2 separate regions of the Mus musculus genome follow, and region 2 is linked to region 1. A link is a contact called in public Hi-C data. All regions are on one chromosome and are shown on one strand. Each heading gives the region's core, a stretch centred on a gene start, on an enhancer-like site or on the middle of the called end of the contact. The rest is flanking DNA. Distances are from core to core; before and after follow the strand shown. Region 1 overlaps 1700037F03Rik (a long non-coding RNA gene). Region 2 overlaps Ell2 (elongation factor for RNA polymerase II 2).

The links. Hi-C and Micro-C count contacts between places; a contact is called where the count stands out from the background.
Region 2: a contact with region 1 is called in a Hi-C map of liver, with 6 times the contacts expected there. The contact joins two enhancer-like sites. A contact is called at or near these places in 2 of 39 promoter capture datasets (hippocampal neurons and liver), 1 of 484 Hi-C or Micro-C datasets (liver), 1 of 115 datasets of contacts at active chromatin or transcription factors (embryonic stem cells) and 2 of 9 other capture datasets (adipose tissue and liver).

Annotation. Positions count from the first base shown.
Region 1 is chr13:75,649,597-75,655,598 of GRCm38.p6, reverse strand. It overlaps 1700037F03Rik (a long non-coding RNA gene), which reads left to right. Exons shown (of 3, transcript XR_873683.1): 3 at 1,888-1,946. Among named protein-coding and RNA genes, the nearest start is that of Mir682, 7.6 kb to the right of the region's middle. Within about 2 kb of position 2,433, at least 5 of the 459 cell types and tissues checked have an H3K27ac peak or open chromatin away from gene starts, as enhancers often do. A contact at or near this core is called in liver, where this site is marked.
Region 2 is chr13:75,749,491-75,755,492 of GRCm38.p6, reverse strand. Ell2 (elongation factor for RNA polymerase II 2) reads right to left here. Exons shown (of 12, transcript NM_138953.2): 4 at 5,405-5,568. Among named protein-coding and RNA genes, the nearest start is that of Ell2, 45 kb to the right of the region's middle. Within about 2 kb of position 2,227, at least 113 of the 459 cell types and tissues checked have an H3K27ac peak or open chromatin away from gene starts, as enhancers often do. A contact at or near this core is called in liver, where this site is marked.

The DNA of each region.
Region 1 (6,002 bases), core at 1,184-3,683:
ACATTTCTTATAGAGGGCTAATATTCAAAGTGCATAAAGAACTTGAAAAACTAGACATCAAGAAAACCCAATATAAAAAATGGAGTATAGCTCTAAACATAATTCTCAAAAGAGGAAACTCAACATGGCTGAGAAACAAGAAGATATGTTTCACATCCTTATCCATCAGGAATATGCAAATAAAAACCACTTTGAAATTCTCACATTGCATTCATCAGGCTGACCAAGATCAATAAAACAAGTGACAGCTCAACTGTGACAATTTGGACTAAGAGGGACACTTACTTGTCCGTTGCTAGCACATTTGTATAGCCACGATGGAAATCAATGTAGCAGTTTCTCATGCAGATGAGAATCTATTTACCTCAAGATCCAATTATAGCACTCTTGGGCATATACCCAAAGGATGCTTTATCCTACCACAGAAATGCTCAACCATGTTCACTGTTGTTCTATTCATGATAGCCAGAAACTGGAAACATCCTAGATGCCCCTAAGTGAAATAAGTGAATAAAGAAAATGTGCCACATTTACACAGTGGGTACTTAGCCATTAAAAAAAAAAAAAGTCATGAAATTTACAGGTAAATTGATCAAACTAGAAAAAAAAAGTCATCCTGAGTGTGGTAATCCAGACCTAGAAAGACAAATTGGTATCTATCTATTGATATGTGGGTATTAGCTGTTAAGTTATTGATAAGACAGCTAAAATCCATAGAACCATAGAAGTTAAGTATAGAGTAAGGGACTTGGTTGGGGGAAGGGGTGATCTCCCTAGGATAGGGTAAATAGAATAGATAGTTATGGATTAGTAGGGTAAGGGACTGGAATACAGTAAGAAACAACTAAAATTAAGGGCCCTTGAGGGCTTGGAACCCGTGCTTGATATTGCTTGTTTGACCAAGAAGCTGATACTAGGTAGGTGAAGGTCCTAGGGTAAAGTTAAATACTGCTGTTCTAAAAAATTTAAAAAGTAGTAATATGATGACTCCTAATGACATCTGCTATTCTCAAAGATCAGTGCCTTTGCTCAGCCATCATCAGAGAAACTCCCTCCTGCAGCCAATGAGAACAAATAGAGACACACAGCCAGTCATTATGAAGAGAATGGAAGGCCTTGGAACACAGTCCTAAAGAGGATGCTTCCATCAAATCCCTCCCCTCAGGGCTTGGAAAACACTGCAGAAGAAGGCACAGAAAGAGTATAAGAGCAAGAAGGGATGGAGGACACCAAGAGAACAGGCACTCTAAAGCAACATAACCAAAGCTCCTATGATTTCACCCAGACCGAGGAAGCATGTGCAGGGACTGTATAGGTAGGCTCGCAGCAGGTCCTTTTTGTAGGTATTATGTCTTCCAGTTTAGTGTTCTTATGAGACTCCTGAGTGTGTGAATGAGTAGGTCTTTGATTCTTGTGCCTTCTCTTGAAATCTTTTCCTTCTAGGTCTTTTTTAGTCAGTTTGTTTGTTTGTTTGTTTGTTTGTGTCCAATATGGTAGTTTAAAAAAATTTTAAAGTCCTATTTTTGTTTTATTATTATCCCTTAGAAGCATGCTTGCTTTCTGGAAACAGAAGGAAGGGAAGATGAGGAGGTACTATGAGGAGTAAAGGGAGGGGAAACGAATTTTTATGTGAATATTTTATGTGGGTAAAGAAATTTATTTCCAATTTAAGGAAATAAATCACAAAAATATAAAAATATAAGTACATAACAGCCAGTGTTTAGCACCACTGGCTATGAAGACGTCAGACCTTGAACTAGACTGATGTATTTGAGCATCTAGAAATTACCACTTGCCAGTTATATCCATGGACAGGTCACTCAATTTTCTTAGGTTTTGATTTTCTTAGCCGTCGATTATGGTCATAATTGTATCTTTTTCCTCAAGGTATGGCAGTATCAGGGCTTCCAGTGAGTAGTGATTGAGCTGTTATTCTTCCTCTAGCCACTTGCCACATGTAAGTGTTTAAATTATATTAGATATAGTAAAAATTGTTTCTCAAGTTTCACTTTACCTATTTTAAGTGTTTATTAGTCATTAATGTGGTGGCTAGAGGCTAGCAAAGTACACACTAGAGTGAAATCCAACAAATGTTTTTCTATCATAGAATGTTTCATGCCCTGGGAAACACTAGTCGCTTAGGTGTATACTTCAGTAAGATCCATGCATTCTCACAGAAAATTCATTTCAAACCCTGTTTGGGAAAATCTAGCACTTCTCAGCTTCTGCAAATAAACAGCGTATCTCTGGCTTGGGCAGAATTGTGAGGGAAATCCAGGAGTAAGGCTTAGTGTGTATACCTTTGTTTCTTGTCCCTTTAGATCCATAAATGAGCTTACCTGCAAGTAAACAGGCACAGGGTACAGCCAATCAATTGAGTACACTGATCTGGCTCCCCTTCCTGCCCCATTTCTGAGGTCACACTTACTGTTTTTGCTGTTTAGTAAGTTTGTTAAGGTAGAACATTAACTCCTCTGCCCTGTTTTTACTACCATTGGGACACTACTGTGAGGCTGCTGCTGTTCTTTCTCTCGTTGTGTGTGTGTGTGTGTGTGTGTGTGTGTGTGTGTGTGTGTTTGTGTGTGTGCCTGTGTGTGCATACCTGTTTGAGTGTATGTGCTTGTATATGTTTGTGTGTCTATGTGTGTGTCTATGTGTGTGATGGGAAGTGCAAGAGGATAAGACAAATATTAGAACACCCTGGCACTGATAGGAAAGTAAATATTAATGGGACGAGGAAGTCAGCACATTTTAAGACTTTATGTGTAATACTTATTCAAGGTATTTGATAGGTCTTCTAAAAAGCCTTTACTACCATTTTGGTCTTCCCATAGTTTATAAAAGCACAACGTTTGAAGCTCAAGCCATACACTAATATTGCTTTGATAAAGGACCTGGAATGGTTTTCTTAATCTTTCTAAGCCTCACTTTCTCCGTTTGAAAAAGTAGGATCAGTATTGGTCTCTATATCTCACAGGATTAATTAAAAAGTTTGTGTGTGTGTGTGTGTGTGCCCTTATAGTTCAGCCTACTACTGGGGAAATGCCATATGAATTTTAAAAAATTAAGATAAAGAAGTTTGGGGTGGTAGTGCAATTGGCACTTGGGAGGTGGAGGCAGAAGAATTAGGAGTTGAACTTGACTTGTGACTTCATAGTATTGGAGGCACATCTGTCACAAACAAACGGACAGACAAAAAAAAAAAAAAACCAACAACAACAACAACAACAAAAACAGATAAAAAAAAGGTCATTTTTTTACTGTCCGTTGACAATGTGATACTTTAACTAAATATTATGCATAATATGTGCACCTTTCTAAGAGGAGTTTAAAGTGTATTTTAAAATCCAATGTTCTTATCCTTTTGCCTATCTTTTAGAATAAATAGTTACTGTGTTCCATAAACACTCTACTGTGCTACTTACGGTACCTGTTTAGTTAAGCACAGGCCTAGCAGCTGGGGATATGTCAAAGTCTGAAGAGCAAGGGGAGTGCTGCTTAGAGTAACTGTGTGTGAAAAATCGCTCAGAGAATTATTAAGCAGTGTCAAAAAGAAGCCTGTTAGAGATTCTTTAAGTAATGAGGCCATAACCTGCCTCTCAAATTTATTTTGTATCCTAGAAGGATGCTTTTTATTTTTTTCCAGCAAAGCTACATTATTGGTTTTTAATACTAAAATGTGGCATATCTTTGGGATTTTAAATTATTTACATATTTCACACTATTTTGTAATGCTCTGAGACTGTGCAGTACTAATGCACTGAAAATCAGCTGCCAGGGAGTTGTCGTTGTTATCACTTATTTTGAGTCAGAAAGCTGTGCTGGTTCATACAGCTGTTTTCCCAGCTGAAATAATAGAGCAGGTTGGTGATGTTTGAACACCGTTAATTGCTGAATGTTCTTAAACTAGTAAATAGGTCTGATTAACTGGAGGCTAAACACTAACCCAAACAAACCAGACCATGTTTGATAAGATAAACATTCCATTAACCTTAAACCTTCCCTTCAGATAACTTTTCAGTGGTATGAAATGTTAACATAAAAATATTTTATTTTCCATTCAGGCAAATATTTGGAAAAACTGGTATATGAAGAAGGAAAGCCTCAGTAGATCAGTATCAGCGATACTCCGCCAATACCATTATTCTTTGAGAGTTAACAAAGAGAAGTTTATCTTGGAAACTCCTGATTTACAATTCATCCTATAACCCTGTCATTTCTGTTTGGGAAATTACAAATGAAAAATAACAATTTAACTAAGGAACAATAAGCTTTTCATAAATACAGTGTAATTTGGGTTCTTTATGAAGCATTTTAAATCTCAAGGCTAGAGAATGTTGTAGAATACATTTTATTTGTACTCATGCTTTCAAATAATAATTGGAAATATAGCTAAACATTTCCTTCATTGTCCAGGTTCCAGAACATTCATGTTAAAGTTAAGTTTGAGATTATATTTTAAATTAAAAATTGATGCTACGAACCATGCTTATTCTTTTATACTGGAAACAGAGGCAGGGAAACAAGAGTGTCCAGAATATAGTGCAATGCCCCACCTGGAAATGTCAGGTTTAGAGTACAGCCAGCTTGACTTTTGAGCTTAAACAAATGTTTTAAACTGTTTGTGTTGTATTGATAAAGAAAGTTCCTTATTAATATACAGTGATAAGCTAGTTTTCTAAAGTTCTTTCTGGCCAAAAAATTCAATGTGCTTAATTCTTAAAATTTTGTTAAAACTGACATTCTTGACTCACTATTGGAAAAAGCAAGTGTGAAAATCAAAAACCTCTGTAAGTATGACAAGCCACCATGGCGGATTCAGATACATTATCTTCCAGACTTTGGGTTTATGCTTTATAAAAGTTAAAGTTGAGAGTTGATGGGATCATTCTATGGAGAAAGGAGCTTGCAGAAAAGCCTGATGACCTACTTGCTAACCTTGGGACCCACATGGTGGAGAGGAGAGAACTGACTTCCAAAAGAAGTCTTCTGACTTCAATACAAATGCTATGACATGTGTACTCTCACATATATATACACAAATACACATACACACATAAATAAATGTGTTCCCTTCCCCAAGCATTGAGCGGGCTAGTTCAGCCCATGTTTTGCCACAGTCCGCTAGCCTACCTAGGGTGGAGTCTTCTGACCTAGGTGAAGTCTATCGTCCTGCCACATCTTCAGCTTCCTGCAATAAGCCACTACCTGTTGAGCAGCTGAGCTTGTTTTCCTGACGAGACCCTGTCAAAGCTGGGGATGGGTTCCCCCCTTTAAATTTTAGACCTTAGAAGTAAACATTGAGCCTTGATCTGAGAACTTTGTCTTGGCTCGCTATTTCTCTCGCCATCCTTCCCATCCATCCCCAGCTTTCCTTTCAGGAACCCTGTAACCTATGGCTGCTGGCAGCTACAGGTGGTGCCCAAATGAGGGACCTGAATACGAAAAGACCGACTGAGGGACACTGTCTTGTTAGAGCTCTAGAGAAAATGGAAGAAGATGGTATCCTGCACGGTGGTAAACAATATACAGCATTAATGTTAGCGCTATAAATTTCATCTTTTGAAAGCTGTTGATTGCAAGGGTATCAAAAGGATACAGACTAGACTGAGTCAGCATAGGCCCAATACTGATACCAGCTAGGGGTTAACAGTGGAAAATGGGACTGGAAAATTCTAAACAGGCGTTTGTCTGCAGTCAAGAATTGCATCAGGTGAGAGGAGAAGGGCTTAAAATAAAATAAAATAAAATAAAATAAAATGAGTAAAAAGGAAACAACAACAACAAAAGGAGATGCTAGATATACAAATGACATGAGAGAGAGAGAGAGAGATCAAGAGAGAAGGAAAATGGATTTCAGAGCTCTCCTAGGGACAGAAGGAAATTGGGAGACATCCTTCTTCCTTCTGGCCCCTACAGAAGACATCCTTAGTTCTACTTACTTCAAGTTCTCTACCCTCTCTGTATTGCCTGTCCTTGGTGCACCAATCTGTCCACATTTC
Region 2 (6,002 bases), core at 978-3,477, 100 kb before region 1:
AGCATCCTATTTGCCTCCAGTAACTGTTCCTTGGTAAAGGACAGAAAGCAGGATAAGATCCCTATATCATTTCTGAAGTAGAATCTTTTCACTTTTTTACTACACCTTATACCCAACTCCATTCCCTCTGGTTAAGTAAGGGGCGGGGGAGGACTGGAAATGACACATCAAACAGTGACTGTAGTAGTACTAAGACTAAAAAAGTAGAAACGACCGATAAGTAAAAACGTAAAGGCAAGTCTCATGAGCTATGTCTGAAGGCAAGCAAGCTTCAGGAACTCTGCTCATTAGCGTTTCTGTCCAGGCTGGGCCCAGATAGAACTTTGGTATCAGCTACCTCATTCCTAGGAAACTGTCAGCTGATACACATCACCAATTGGGACATAAGTGATGGCAAATATCAATTGAAATTACTGTACAGTGAAGAAATATAACACTAAGAAATACTGCCTAGTGATAAGAAAACTAGTTAAATTTAATCATGTAAAGTTTAAAAGATAGACTGATAGCTGTTTTCTCCATATTTCATAATTTAGGGTATGCTAGATCAATATCAGATGGACTAATATTTACCATGCACTGATTATGGTGTGGTGGTGGAACGGCTCTGTATACTAAGGGCTTCATGTCAGTAATTTTTTCAAGGTGAGTCTTATCTTTATTTCACAGTAGAGAAATCTGGGGTTTTCAGTCGGAGATGCTCAAAATAGTAAAATGCTTATTTTAGCATGGTGGGAAGGTCTGGGATTACGCCCAAATCTTACTTGTACGTCTTGGTGGGAAAGGTTTTATGAATAAATGCCTAATGCTCTCCTGTTGTTTCATGTTGGTCTGTAAGCTCTGTGAGGGCAGGGCTATGGCTGCTTTCCACCAGCAGAATGAGTCAGTACTAATGACTGAGTGACAGCAAGCAGAAGGGCAGGAGTGAACACAGTCTGTACTTTCCCACATTGCCAGACTGCGAGGACACACGAACATCGCTAAATGCAAACCTTATGGTCTATCATTTCTCAGCTGTGACAGTATTAACATCACATTCTTTGATTGTTCAACAAAAATTTCTGGAGAAGAAATAAGGTCAGTGTCATGATCATTTAGGAAATACTCGAAATGCCACACTTTCCTCCCATTTGCCAGCTCCTGCGAGAAAGAACCTGCTTAACTTTTTTTTCCCAACAAAGCTGTCATTGAGACAGAACTCAGGCCAGCGCAAGAAGAGCTGATCCAGCAGGCTTCTTCTATTTGGTCTGCTTCAGATCCTTGCTCTCAAAATGGGCTCCAGACGTTGCTACGTTTTCTTGTGCCCCTTGAGAAGCAGGCACAGGAAAATAAAGGAGGCTCATTTAGCCCTGAAGAGGAAAGGGAGTGTGATATTTGATTTAAAATTTGGATTCTGATGAGGGAGAAGGCTGAGTCTTAACCGAGGCCTAGTGGTGGGTCTTCTGGTACCTGCTCCCAATACACCAACGTCACTATTCCTTCAGATGGCTGGTAGTTGGGTGACTATCTCTTGCAAATGGTTGAATGAACTAAAAACCCAATAACACTGGCACTGATTTACATCTAAACATCATTTGCTTACACTCCCTCTAAACCTTCTGTGCCTATTCAAACAGGAAGGAGACCCCAAGATTAATGAAAGAGATGCTATAGATGAAGAACACTTAGTGCCATAGACATTAATAGAATTGAGATGCTAAAGAAAAAGTAATGTGGGAAGATGGTAAGTTCAAAGGAGTCAGAGCAGTTGTATTTTTATTTTTAATATTTGCCTCAGAAAGGCCCCATGGGAAAAGTTAATTCTCTTCCCAAACCCAACTAACTGCTAATCAATTCCCCAGGCTCCTTTATATACTGCAGCAGTACTTGGTACCAACAGGGCAAACTAAACTGGGGTTATATCTGACGCACAGTTATATTTATGAGTTCATCTCTAGTTCCTCCATTTAGTACTAGATGGCAAAGTTATTTATCCTTCAGCAGTGGCTGTGAGTCAACAATGTGAAAGGAAATGTTAATTTGGGCCATCAGAAAGACAGGAGCAAGGAAGCCATCCTTTATGGACAGTATCAGCAGGGAAGCAAGGATGGCTTCAACTCTGTCTAAATAACTAATCTATGCAGTAGCTTCTGCTTGCACCATTTGGCACCTGTGGTACTTTTTCAAAGGTCTATTTATTACACACACACACACACACACACACACACACACACACACACACACACACAATCTCTCTCTCTCTCAGGCACAATGCCAGAACAGATATTAGATGTTCTCTAGTTCAGATACTCTATCTATGCTAACTTATCAAAAGTAAGGATAGTGGGGAAATTGGGAAAAGAATCACCAATATCAGATCTGCTGGGTTATTTTGTACACTCACATGAGTATCAATATATACAAAGATTTGTAATTCAACAAAATTCCAGTAGTTAGGTAGAAGTCAAGAGGTGGATTTGACCTATTAGGAAACAAAGTGGTGGAGATTAGTAACATTTTCTTATGGAAAATGTTCACTATAGACAGAAACATTCAGGACTAGAGTGGAAGAAGTAACTATCATTCATGTTGTCCAAGTAAAAGCATTTTCCTGGTTCCCCTCCAAACAGGATTTGCTTTTTGTTTCCCACAGGAGAGTTTCAGAAGCTTGCAGCCCAGGAAACTAGGCCAGATGACCCTAGACTCCTAGCAGAGCAAACTTCATCCTTAAGCTTGGCTTGAGGCCTAGCTTAGCTGGCAGAGGCCCAGCCTGGCACTATGCCACACCACACCACAGCAAGACCAGCATGACTCTTGTCTGCCTCCACCCAGGCTCATACCATTGAAAGGAACCTTGTTCTGCAAGTCTGCAGGTACCTAGGCTGTCATAGGTAAGCATTTGGTATTGTTTTACACGGTATACTCAAATTATGAGCTAAACTGGTAATTCCTGCTGTTTATGAATGAGAATAAAATTTGATCATGAGGACATGCTCATTATCATTAATTTTTGAGCCCAACAATTTGACGTGTAAAATGTGTACAACCTATTTCACAGAGTAATCATGCGAGTCATCCGAGGAACTACGTACACAGTACTAACATACACCTTGTACATAATGAGCATCCAATAAGTACTGAGTAATATTAGCACTATAGGTTGATTCATTAACATTTTAAAGAACTGAATAAGCCAGGCATTATAAAAAGTAAGAAAATACAAATTGAGCTGCCCAGCAGGAAAGGATCAAGTGGTGAAGAACAGACAACAGCAAACCTCAAGTGCAACACAGCCAGGGAGAGTAAAACTCAAGGTAAACAACAGAAAATCCCATGGTCCCCTGGAGCTCATCTGGCTCTGACTAAACACCATTTGGTTCTAAACTCCGAGGTGGGAAACTAGAAGCAGTCCAGGGATTACACCACAAACATTTTAAAGGTTGCGATGCCGGCCATATTAAGGAACATTAAAAGGAGCTGGGGTTAAGTGATTTGGAGAAAAATGGCTGAGGAGGTTCATGGAGGATTTCAGATCAGAGAAGAGCACTGTACAGTGAGAGTGAGTGGGTGGAGGACAGAGCTGGGAGGAGGAGAAGAATGAAGAGCCACTTGAGGATGGCAGAGATAATGTGGGGCTCTGATGAGGCTGAGAGAGAATTTTGTTCAGATTTAACCTTTGATAAACATAGATTGGGTTACCCCTAAGATATATGGAAATGACAATCCCTATAAGAAAGCTTGGGAACTCTAAAATACCTGGTACCATTAGAATGTGCATGGTCGGAGAGATTATGGATGTCGAAGTGTTTGTTATATGAACTGAGTGTGGGGGCTCGTGCAGTCCTCTCTTTCACGATGCTGAGGCCGGTAGGAGGTTTGCAAATTGAAAACCAGCCTGTTTGACATAGTAAATTTCAGGGTACCCTGGACTACAGGGTGAGATTCTTCAAAGCAACCCAGCCCACCCACCTTCTTAGCCAGTTATATAAACTGTAAATAAATTGTACTTAGTCTCTACACTAACAAAACATATCACCAACACAGAGGGCAATCAGTGGTAAAGTATAGGAGTCTTTGCTGATTTTCAAGCTTTAGAATAAATCTAGGTAAGAGTTTGCAGCTAGTTATATTAGGGGGAAAATCATTTTGATGATTTGAGTATTTTCTACATTTAATCCAATATCATTGCTTATAAAATGATATTAGATTAAAGCAACACTTTTAAAAACAGTTGATAGATAATTTATACTTTATAGTTCAAATGTTAAGTGGCAAAAGATCTTATGGATTGAAAAAGTAATTTGAGATCTAGCCTATTAATATGGTCAGCTAATTGAGTTATTTAATAAGGAGAAAGGAGAAGGATAGAAGGCTGAGATTTGTTACTTCACTCCACAGGAAAGGGAAGAAAAAAAAGTCATTGTTAGTAACTAATCAGGGTACTAGGTCCTATGGGTACAGATGCCTGGGGAAGCCACGAATTGTTGTTAAACCAACTAAATGTATCTAAGCTGAGCTCCAAGTCCCAGGAGAATTGGCTTTGTTCTAGAGACACTTGTTAAAGGCACCATGGAGCACGGCTACATCAGCAAAGCAAAACCAGAGCAGCCACACCAAAGCCAGGAAGATGTCAGCTAAGGGATATGGGTCTGTAAGAAACTGTGCTTGGAAACATTTACATTTCCAAATTCATATCCACTCCTTATTTGGACTACAGTGCCTTGAGTTACAAAACTGACCAGAGACTTGAATAGCTTCTGTTCTCTCTAGCATTCTGTTCTTGCTGTGAACTGGCTTATTAAAGGGTCAAGACACTGCTCATAAAAGAGACACTCATCTTGCTGATCTGGTCTAACTTCCCTTCCATCTGATGCATGTATCTGAGTGAGCTGATGATAAAGATGATGGGGGTGGGTTCGGGTCTTAATTAAATCATCATCCTGTTGCTTTACCATAATCACATTTTACACTTTTATAATAAAAACTTATTATTGTATAATAATCCTCTGAAAACACAAGCAAAATATGTAATAATGAGGTTATCAGCTTGTTTGTTTAATAGATTTTGATATAAAAATAGCTTTATAAAAGTACAAAGAGGAACCGCACTATCACTGAACTTATATCATCCAATGACAAAGAAAACACAAAAGATCCAACCTCATGTAGTTTGACCAGATCTCAGTACTGCAAAATAATAATAAACAGCCAATAGAAGATTCAAGAATTATAAAAGTCATAAAACTTTAAAATATGTTCTTTAATTTACCAGCAGCCTAAAGGGGGAAAATGACCTTTTTTGGACCGTAAAATGGCCTGAAAATTAATTTCTGTGTTTTCATTCTTAGTATTACCAGTATTTACCTACAGTCATCTTGAGTTAGTCCAGTCAACCAGTGTGATGGAGAAATACATCTATACAAACCTACATATGGTCCACCGGGTTTGATAACTTTTGTGCTTCGATTACGGGATTCCTCCTCTGCCTGGGTCATTCTTTCTCGCGTCATCTGATAGGAATCATTTGTTGCACACACTGTAATTTTATCTTGTATAAATCCCAGGCAATTGAGCTGGGAGGCTCCAGAGCTGTCAGGCAAGATAGTGGCTTTGTTAGAAATGACTTTCATTTTCACAAGAGAGGCAAACAAGAATATTACCCTACAATCAGCAGCTAAAATAAGTTAACAATCCTCAAATAACTGATATCCTCTGGCAAGGGTAATTGGACATGAGGCTGAAGACAGAACAAAAGTGTATGGTGCAGGGCTTGGGGGCCATGCTATGGATTCTGAAGAGACCAAGAGAATGAAAACAGAGAAATGGCTCAGCTGTGTTGGAGAAAGATCAAGATAAATGGAGAATGGACTCGGAAGAAGGGGAATGCAAGCATGTGAGACCAGTTAGGGTTTGAACAAGAGCACAGTGGTCAGAACGCAGACGAGAAAGCTTACTCCTGAGATCTGGAGGAGGCAAAACTGGTGGGGTTTGACCAGTGATTAGACATGGAAGAGAGGATGAGG